2 separate regions of the Zea mays genome follow, and region 2 is linked to region 1. The links are chromatin contacts, called in public Hi-C maps. All regions are on one chromosome and are shown on one strand. Each heading gives the region's core, a stretch centred on a gene start, on an enhancer-like site or on the middle of the called end of the contact. The rest is flanking DNA. Distances are from core to core; before and after follow the strand shown. Region 1 holds the start of LOC103640907 (alanine--tRNA ligase). Region 2 overlaps LOC100191488.

Region 1 (3,717 bases), core at 1,006-3,505:
GCTCGTTTATCTGATGAAGCTGTGATGCTCTAGCCCACTCTAAATTCCTTTTTTCTTTTATCTACTTCTCCAGAACCGTGAAATTTTGTTTCATTGCCATAGTGGAAATTGCAGCTGCAATGCGTGAGGGATGGCTGTCGGGTGTGTTTCCCTGCCTATATATGCCTTGAGATATTTCCATGAGGAGGCAATCAATCCCTGACATCATGCCTCATCATTGGGTAAGAATAGTACTTGTTTTCTTATATTTATCTTTCATACTCTAGAACTGTTGAGCTCAGGTATGAGTACTCCTTTTTTGGACAGGAGAGAGGATACTACTCTACAACTTTCACATTTAGGAAGCATAAAAGAAAACAAGCAGAGATCGATTATATGCGTATCTAATCATTATGTAGTTGATAATAACCTGCCTTTGAGTGATGATTTGTGATGTAATAACCTCCCATTTTTATAAATAACAACCAATAAGTGTTTACTTCCCTTCCATTTTTTAGATATGTGTGGTGCACACATATTAATAATATATAGATATAGTTGCAGACCCTTTTGTCCAGTTGAGCATCAAAAACTATAATGCTTGGCCTCGATTTAACCTAGCTTCTTGAATTTGAGGGCAATGATCCAACCATTTTAACTTCATTTATTTGAATATATTATCCTTTTGTTGATTTCTTTAATGCAAGTTAGTTCTAAGTTTTATTCTTTAAATTTAGTGAAGAATTGGAGCGAAGAGGTTTCACTAATATGCTTGTCTCTCTGTTTCACAGATCTTACTAGCCAATTTCAACTATTCTACTATGTGTTTGCTTTTAATATAACAGTGAAAATTGACAGGAGAACAAAGGATCAAGTTTGAACAAGTTAGACATTAAAAATACTATTTTCTTTAATAAGCACATAAGGTAAGGCTAAAAATGATGCCCATAAATTGATTCTATCCACATATTTGAGAAGCCTGTCTTGCCTGCATACCTTGTAGGTTCTATATGTCAACATATAGAATGCTCTGTTTCAATGGTTTAACTTGCATGGCTTTATAAGACTTGTAAATGACATGTTCCAATAGTTGTGTTTTATGCATCTTTCCTCTTAATTTAAAGTATTCAACATTTGGTTCAGGATTGCTGTGATTTTAATAGTGGAATTTGTTGTACGTAATGACAGGCTCTTTGTATTGTGGAGGAGGCTAATATGATGTATGAAGCGCCTACTACCTGGACATATGCTGCTTCTGCCACAATGATGTATTTGCATTCTACCAAATCAAATTGTAACCTACTTAATCTATAGTGTTAACTCTTTTATATGTATTAGCTTTTTTGTGCTGCTTTCAAACTAATTTCTATGCTACAACAAAAGGTTACCACATCCATCATTTATTCATCATTTAGAAATGAGGGGCATTACAAGGTCGGGTCCCTGTTGCCCGCTGTGGAGTCGATTCCCGCGTGCTGCTTCTACTACCCCGGGTATGCTACGATGTTGCCGCCCTCTGGCTGATGTAGCGTGAACAAGGTGACTGTGATTGTTGTTTTGATGCCCGTAACAAGCTAATTCTGATTTTGGCTCTATCATTGTACTGACCGCTCACCTGATAAACTGAGAGTTATGAGTATGGTTTCAGGTCAGGTTATGTACCTATGTTCCACTCTTTCATCATATCATATTTTCTTTAGATAGAAAGGTTTACGTGCAATGGAATCCATATTTCCATATTGCAAAGTACTTAGTTTATTTTGGGTGCTATTGGTAGTTTTTATTTGTTTTTCTTTTTCTTTCCTTCTTTGGCTATTTTTTGTGTTATTTTTCTGCTATATTAATAAATGTGTACTCGCTTGTGCCATTTGTTTGAGAAATTACAATGGAACTACAAGTATATATCTCTGCCAATTTTGTCTCCTTTGCTTTTCATCTATGCATACAAGGTTCGCTAGATGTATGGGAGAAGATTAAATCACAAGGAATACTAAAATAGTGACAATTGATGGTTTTCATTACATAGGACATGTGAAATACTATTATAAGAACATCTGCGTATAAATAATTATCTTTTAGATTTTTTGTCTTGTTAGCATGACCTCTCTCAAACATTGTCTCTGCAGAGGACTACAATGTTGATTATAAATTATGTGTTGTTTTTCTTACTGTAATCATTGTAGGCTAACATTTTAACGAATAATTTATATTCCGTTGCAACGCACGGGCACTCACCTAGTGAATTTTAAATGCTTCAACATCAAATCACACGCTCGTGTCGGGCCACGACCGACCGGCCCGTTTGGACATTGGACATGTGAAGTTCTGGGCGTTGCCTGAAAGGGGCTGAAGTTTGTAATTGAAAAGATTTCTCGTCGTTGTCAGACGAAGCCTAGATGGGTGGATGCTGACCGTGCCGACCCTCCCACGCGCGTGCCGCCTGCTTCGTCTCTTCACTCGTCTCGAAGCTAGGGTTTTGCCCGCCGCCACCATCCTAGTTTCCTTCTCGTCATCGTTCTCATCTTCCCCAGCCGCCGCCCCGCCTCAGATGGATCCGTCGCCGGCGTGGCCGTCCCGGCGGATCCGCCAGGAGTTCTTAACCTTCTTCGAGTCCAAGGCACATACGAGGTGGCCGTCGAGTCCCGTGGTCCCCGTCGACGACCCCACGCTGCTGTTCGCCAACGCTGGAATGAACCAGTTCAAGCCGGTCTTCCTCGGCACAGCGGCGCCGGACTCGCCGCTCGGCCGCCTGCACCGTGCCTGTAACACCCAAAAGTGCATCCGCGCCGGCGGGAAGCACAACGACCTCGACGACGTGGGGAATGACACCTACCACCATACCTTCTTCGAGATGCTTGGGAACTGGTCTTTCGGGGACTATTTCAAGGAGGAGGCCATCAGATGGGCCTGGGAGCTTCTCACCCAGGTACTCCTTTGCCGCCCAATTCTAATTGATGGTTGATTGCTTCGAGGCTAGTGTGTTGGATTTCCATGAGATTGTTCGAGGCTGCAGATTTAGGAGGGAGCTGCTTATGGTAATGGAAGTTGAGTCCATTGCACGAAACATGGGTTTTGGTCGTATTCCAGGGTTTTTGATTTGTGTGATCTGGTATTCCAGTGGTCAGAGGCACTTTTCTGGACTCCTATATAATTATATGAATATAAGAAATATGACAAGATGGACTTTTTTGTTATCCATTTAACGATTTGGAAGTTTCTGTGATAAATGAATTGGTTGTTTAGAGTTGAAATTCCCACAAATTCGTAAGAACTATTTCTTTGCTGGTTCTGAGATTAGCTACCTATGTTTTTAAATTCGAAAGGAAATATGCTCTTTTTCTGCCTGCATGTAATGGTTTCAGTGATGGTGTTTCTGAGCTGATTGTGATGATCAAATTGCACTTTGAAAGTTTGAATGGTTACATCCATGGTTATTAAAGCGATACACAGTTGAAGCGCTCATGAGTACCTTTTGGCTTCAAAACGTTTATGCGAGCTTTAAAATGTCTTACTAGAAATATGAAGCGTGCTAGCGCGCACTTCCTATTAACCAATTCACCAATTTGAAGATTGGTAAACAAAGGTAATAGGAGCCGAAGTCAATCCCTTCTCCTCCCCGAGGGGACGTTATCGGTCGCTTCGTTCCCTTGTTTACTGAACTCTAAACAACATGGACAAAATATCAATATAACATAAGTTCACATAATAATATCAAGGGAAATACCAACTACAGATGCA
Region 2 (3,870 bases), core at 1,243-3,742, 210 kb before region 1:
GATCCCACATGCTGAACTGCTACTAAGAAGCGACTTAAGTGTTTTCTGAGTTTTGACCTGTCACATTTCTTGTTGGTGTTTGCTCAATGATAAGATATATGGGAATGCAAGCTCAGAGAGTCAGTAATAGATAAGGGTGCCATTTGTATTTCCCATTTATTTTCAATTCTGCTTTTGATTAGCTATATGCTCTTACCTGTATATTGTTACGACTTACGAATAAGAAGTGTTGTTTATTGTTTTGTGTAGGTCATGCATGGACTACAGACTATGGTTGTTCAGATAAGGAAGAAGAGTTCCAGTGGCTCATTAAGTATGGCTGTGTTATTTGAGTTGCTGACTGATTACAGCACTGTTAAGAAAATCATTAGGCCACATTATTGATTTTAAATAAAAAATACAATCTTAGAACTGTCAGGGTTATGAAGGTTTGCTAGGGATACATTATGTGCTTCTTAATGCTTCCATATTTACTCTATTTTCATAGGCTAATTCAAATGTGTTGTCCCTGTATACAAAAAGACATAACTAAATTGATCTGTGGTATATATTCCTGATGAGATTATTTCTCTGATTTTTCTGTCAGAGAAATGCCACAGTCCAAAAACATGTAAGGGCAGTTGGATGACCTGCTTTTGTTTTGGTGCTTCACCTGATTATTATTTTAGTGATTGACTAGTCGACCTGATTGTTCTTTTCTTTTCCTTTGCTAAAGAATAGTTACATTTGCTTTTGTCCTTAGGTTTAGTCTACTGGATTTATCCTGACCCCCTTTTGCAATTTGCTTCCCTGATGAACATAAACAGATATTCTCCCCTTCATAATGTACGGAGACCTTGGGAGCAAAGCTCTGGTAATAACTGCCAGTATCCAGCAACCATGTTGTTGACAGCTGATCATGACGATCGTGTTGTGCCATTGCATTCACTGAAGTTATTAGCAGTAAGTTCATCTTTGTATCATGTGTTGAGTTCTCATTTGAAATGAAAAATGCAGTCCTCAACCAAGAATCAAACTTCAGTTGCCAATTACCATTCTATTCATAGCTGTAGATTCAGCAAACAGTTCTATAAATGTTAGTGGTGCAGCAAGAAACTGAGCTTTTCTTATCGTGGAAAATCTTTAATCAACCTTCCTGATATTGTGAGGAGTCAGGAATGCTTCTATACTTGGTACTAGTATAAATTATTTGCTCATTAGGTGGTGTGTGTGCATGACGTATTGACGTGCACTCAGGCACCCACACCTATCTCAGCGACATTATATCAATCTTCAAGATAAGCTGATTGCCTCAATTTAGATGATATGTGTCTATATAACGAAAGCTAGAGATACTATTTGTTTGAAGTTAGATTAATTGGTGAAAGCTAATCTCTAATGAAACTTTATTATCAACATAGGCAGCCCACGGCAACAAGTCTGAGTTGCACATTAGGCTGCAGCAGGCTTGGCCGCAATGCCAACAGATGGGTTTTCCATCAGTTTGGGTTTCTGATGTTCTTCCTATTTGGGAACCCATTTAGATTTTGACCATGCTTGCTGTTGTTTTTCTTTTTGTGGTTTTATCTGCAATGGCTTACTGTTCAATGAAAGTTTAACCTTACATTCTCTTTTGTTGTTTACTACACAATAGCTGTTTCATATTCTTCAATCCGTTCAAACCTATTTGCGTTTTCTGCTCTTACGATGTTTCCTTTGCTATTGATAGACTTTGCAGCATGTCCTGTGTACCAGCACTGAGGACAGTCCGCAGACGAATCCAATAATTGGTCGCATTGATCGGAAGTCAGGGCATGGAGCTGGCAGGCCAACTCAAAAAATGGTTTGTGCAACTGCTGCTAATACTCCTTCGGTTTACACTCAATAGTTTATTTGATATACTGCCTTATAAATTTCAGATTGACGAAGCTGCAGACAGATATAGCTTTATGGCAAAAATGTTAGGGGCTTCGTGGACTGAATAGTGAATTTTGTCCAGCTTAGTGTGGAGATGGTGAGCAAGATTACTCTATGCAGTCAAAGTAAAGTGGCTGTAAAAGTTATATTGCTTATGTTTTGCTCTTGCTTGGATGATCATCCACCAAATAGTATAGTGTTTATGCTTCGGTTTGAGATAAGGGTTCAGGGAGCATTGTCATGCTTGGCGTTGGTGCACCATTTCTTTCATATATATCTTTTGATTGTTAAATTTTATACGTTACTACTTCATTGATTCTAAATTATAAGATGTTTTGGTTTTTTCAGATATATTGTTTTTGTTATGCTATATTGCTATGTATACTATATGTCTAAAAGAAAGGTGAATTGAGATTTTTTCTTTCTTTCATAAATTGAAAACTAATATCAAGCTGAATTTCAGCGTGTTTCTATCTATCGAACAACTAAAAGGTTTTGTTGTTATGGATGGTTGGGGTACTACAGTACCCACAGTGCTACAGTGCGTCGGGCATGGTTTCGTGCTGCAGTATCTCGTGCTACATTACCCGCGTCTACTGTTCATGGGTTAGGGTTGTACGTGACGGGAGGGAGACGTCTTGTCGGCGGAGGTGAGGAGGCTGTATAGGGCGCAAGGCGTCATGGCTAATCTAGAGAGAAGTTGTGGCTAAGGGGTTAGGAGGCGGTTGCACAACTTTGTCTACGGTTGGCAAGAGAGATTGGATTTCCTTCTAATATCTTTTTACCTTCAATTGATACGATCTCTCCTTATATAGAGAGTTAGGATGTGTTTGGTTTGAGGTTAAAGTGGGATAAGGTCCGGGGCAACACCGTTCCCTCGATTTTTTGGGATCACGCCATCACAAAAAACTATTTCGGGGTTTACCTCGCCTCTACGTGACTCTCAACTAAACACTATTGAAATTGTGGTCGCCCCCTTCCATTCCTCTATGTATATTCAACTAAACACAACCTTATTTGACCCCCAAAGCACTAGATTTAGTCTTATCTCTAATTTTAATCTTATCACAAACTAGTCTATCTTTATCTAAACAACCTAAGAGACGTGCTACAGTGTCGCTGTTACTGTAGCTGCCCTCTTGGGCACTGACACTACACTCTTCTTGGACAAGCATGTCATCCTTGAGTTGCAACCTAACGATGATGCTAACAATGACTCATCTAGACATAAACCTAACACATAAAAATAAGACTTTTACATCTTGACTTATTTTTATTATTTTAAATCTGAATGTGACTATGACTTTATTTTTGACCCCTTAAGATAAGGCGGACACCCTCTGCGCATTGGACTTACACGTGCGCAGCCACCCATGGACGTCATCTGGACGAAAGGGGAGCACATAGATGGCCATCTGGAGTAGATCGCAACAATGACCAACGGAGGCGCTCACGTGGCGACCGATAGCGGAATGTGGTGGCGCTAAGCGGTGTGTCCTTGCCAATGATGTGGGGAGCACCTTCCCTACCGCCGCTGCCGTAGAGTTGAAGTTCGTCGCCCGCGGGACACGAACCATGCTCGCACTTGGAGACAGCAGATCGATGTGGTTGCTGATGGTTGTCCGATAGGGCGAGGTTGCGCCCGTGTGTGCCGAGGTCAACCACCACCAAGATTGTCTTGAGCATCTGCTGGGCAGCCGCTGCAGCCGCCAACGCACTAGGAGGCCACGCGTTGTAGCCTGCAACCGCATAACCACCAACGTCTAGTGCTGTGCGGCCAACGCCGGCTGCCGCTCACGTTGCTCTGCTGCCTTGATCTGCAGCAACCACTGCTCAACCACCAGAAGCGTGGTTTGCATCTTTGCGAGATTAGCCTTTATGTTGGCCCACAAGTCCACCATCGATGAAGATGGTGATGACTGCATCGACGACAATGCCATGGGCGCAGTGACTGCCCATGTGGATGTCGACAGT

The links. Hi-C and Micro-C count contacts between places; a contact is called where the count stands out from the background.
Region 2: a contact with region 1 is called in a Hi-C map of tassel, with 2.8 times the contacts expected there. The contact joins the enhancer-like site here to the promoter of LOC103640907 in region 1. A contact is called at or near these places in 9 of 25 Hi-C or Micro-C datasets (ear, endosperm, leaf and 2 more).

The regions. Positions count from the first base shown.
Region 1 is chr10:18,170,808-18,174,524 of Zm-B73-REFERENCE-NAM-5.0, reverse strand. LOC103640907 (alanine--tRNA ligase) reads left to right here and starts at 2,255. Exons shown (of 22, transcript XM_008664354.2): 1 at 2,255-2,905. The coding sequence starts at 2,384.
Region 2 is chr10:18,377,788-18,381,657 of Zm-B73-REFERENCE-NAM-5.0, reverse strand. It overlaps LOC100191488, which reads left to right. Exons shown (of 12, transcript NM_001136920.2): 9 at 250-313; 10 at 807-942; 11 at 1,709-1,822; 12 at 1,899-2,243. The coding sequence ends at 1,964. Among protein-coding and RNA genes, the nearest start is that of LOC100191488, 13 kb to the left of the region's middle. Within about 2 kb of position 2,492, at least 10 of the 20 cell types and tissues checked have an H3K27ac peak or open chromatin away from gene starts, as enhancers often do. A contact at or near this core is called in ear and tassel, where this site is marked.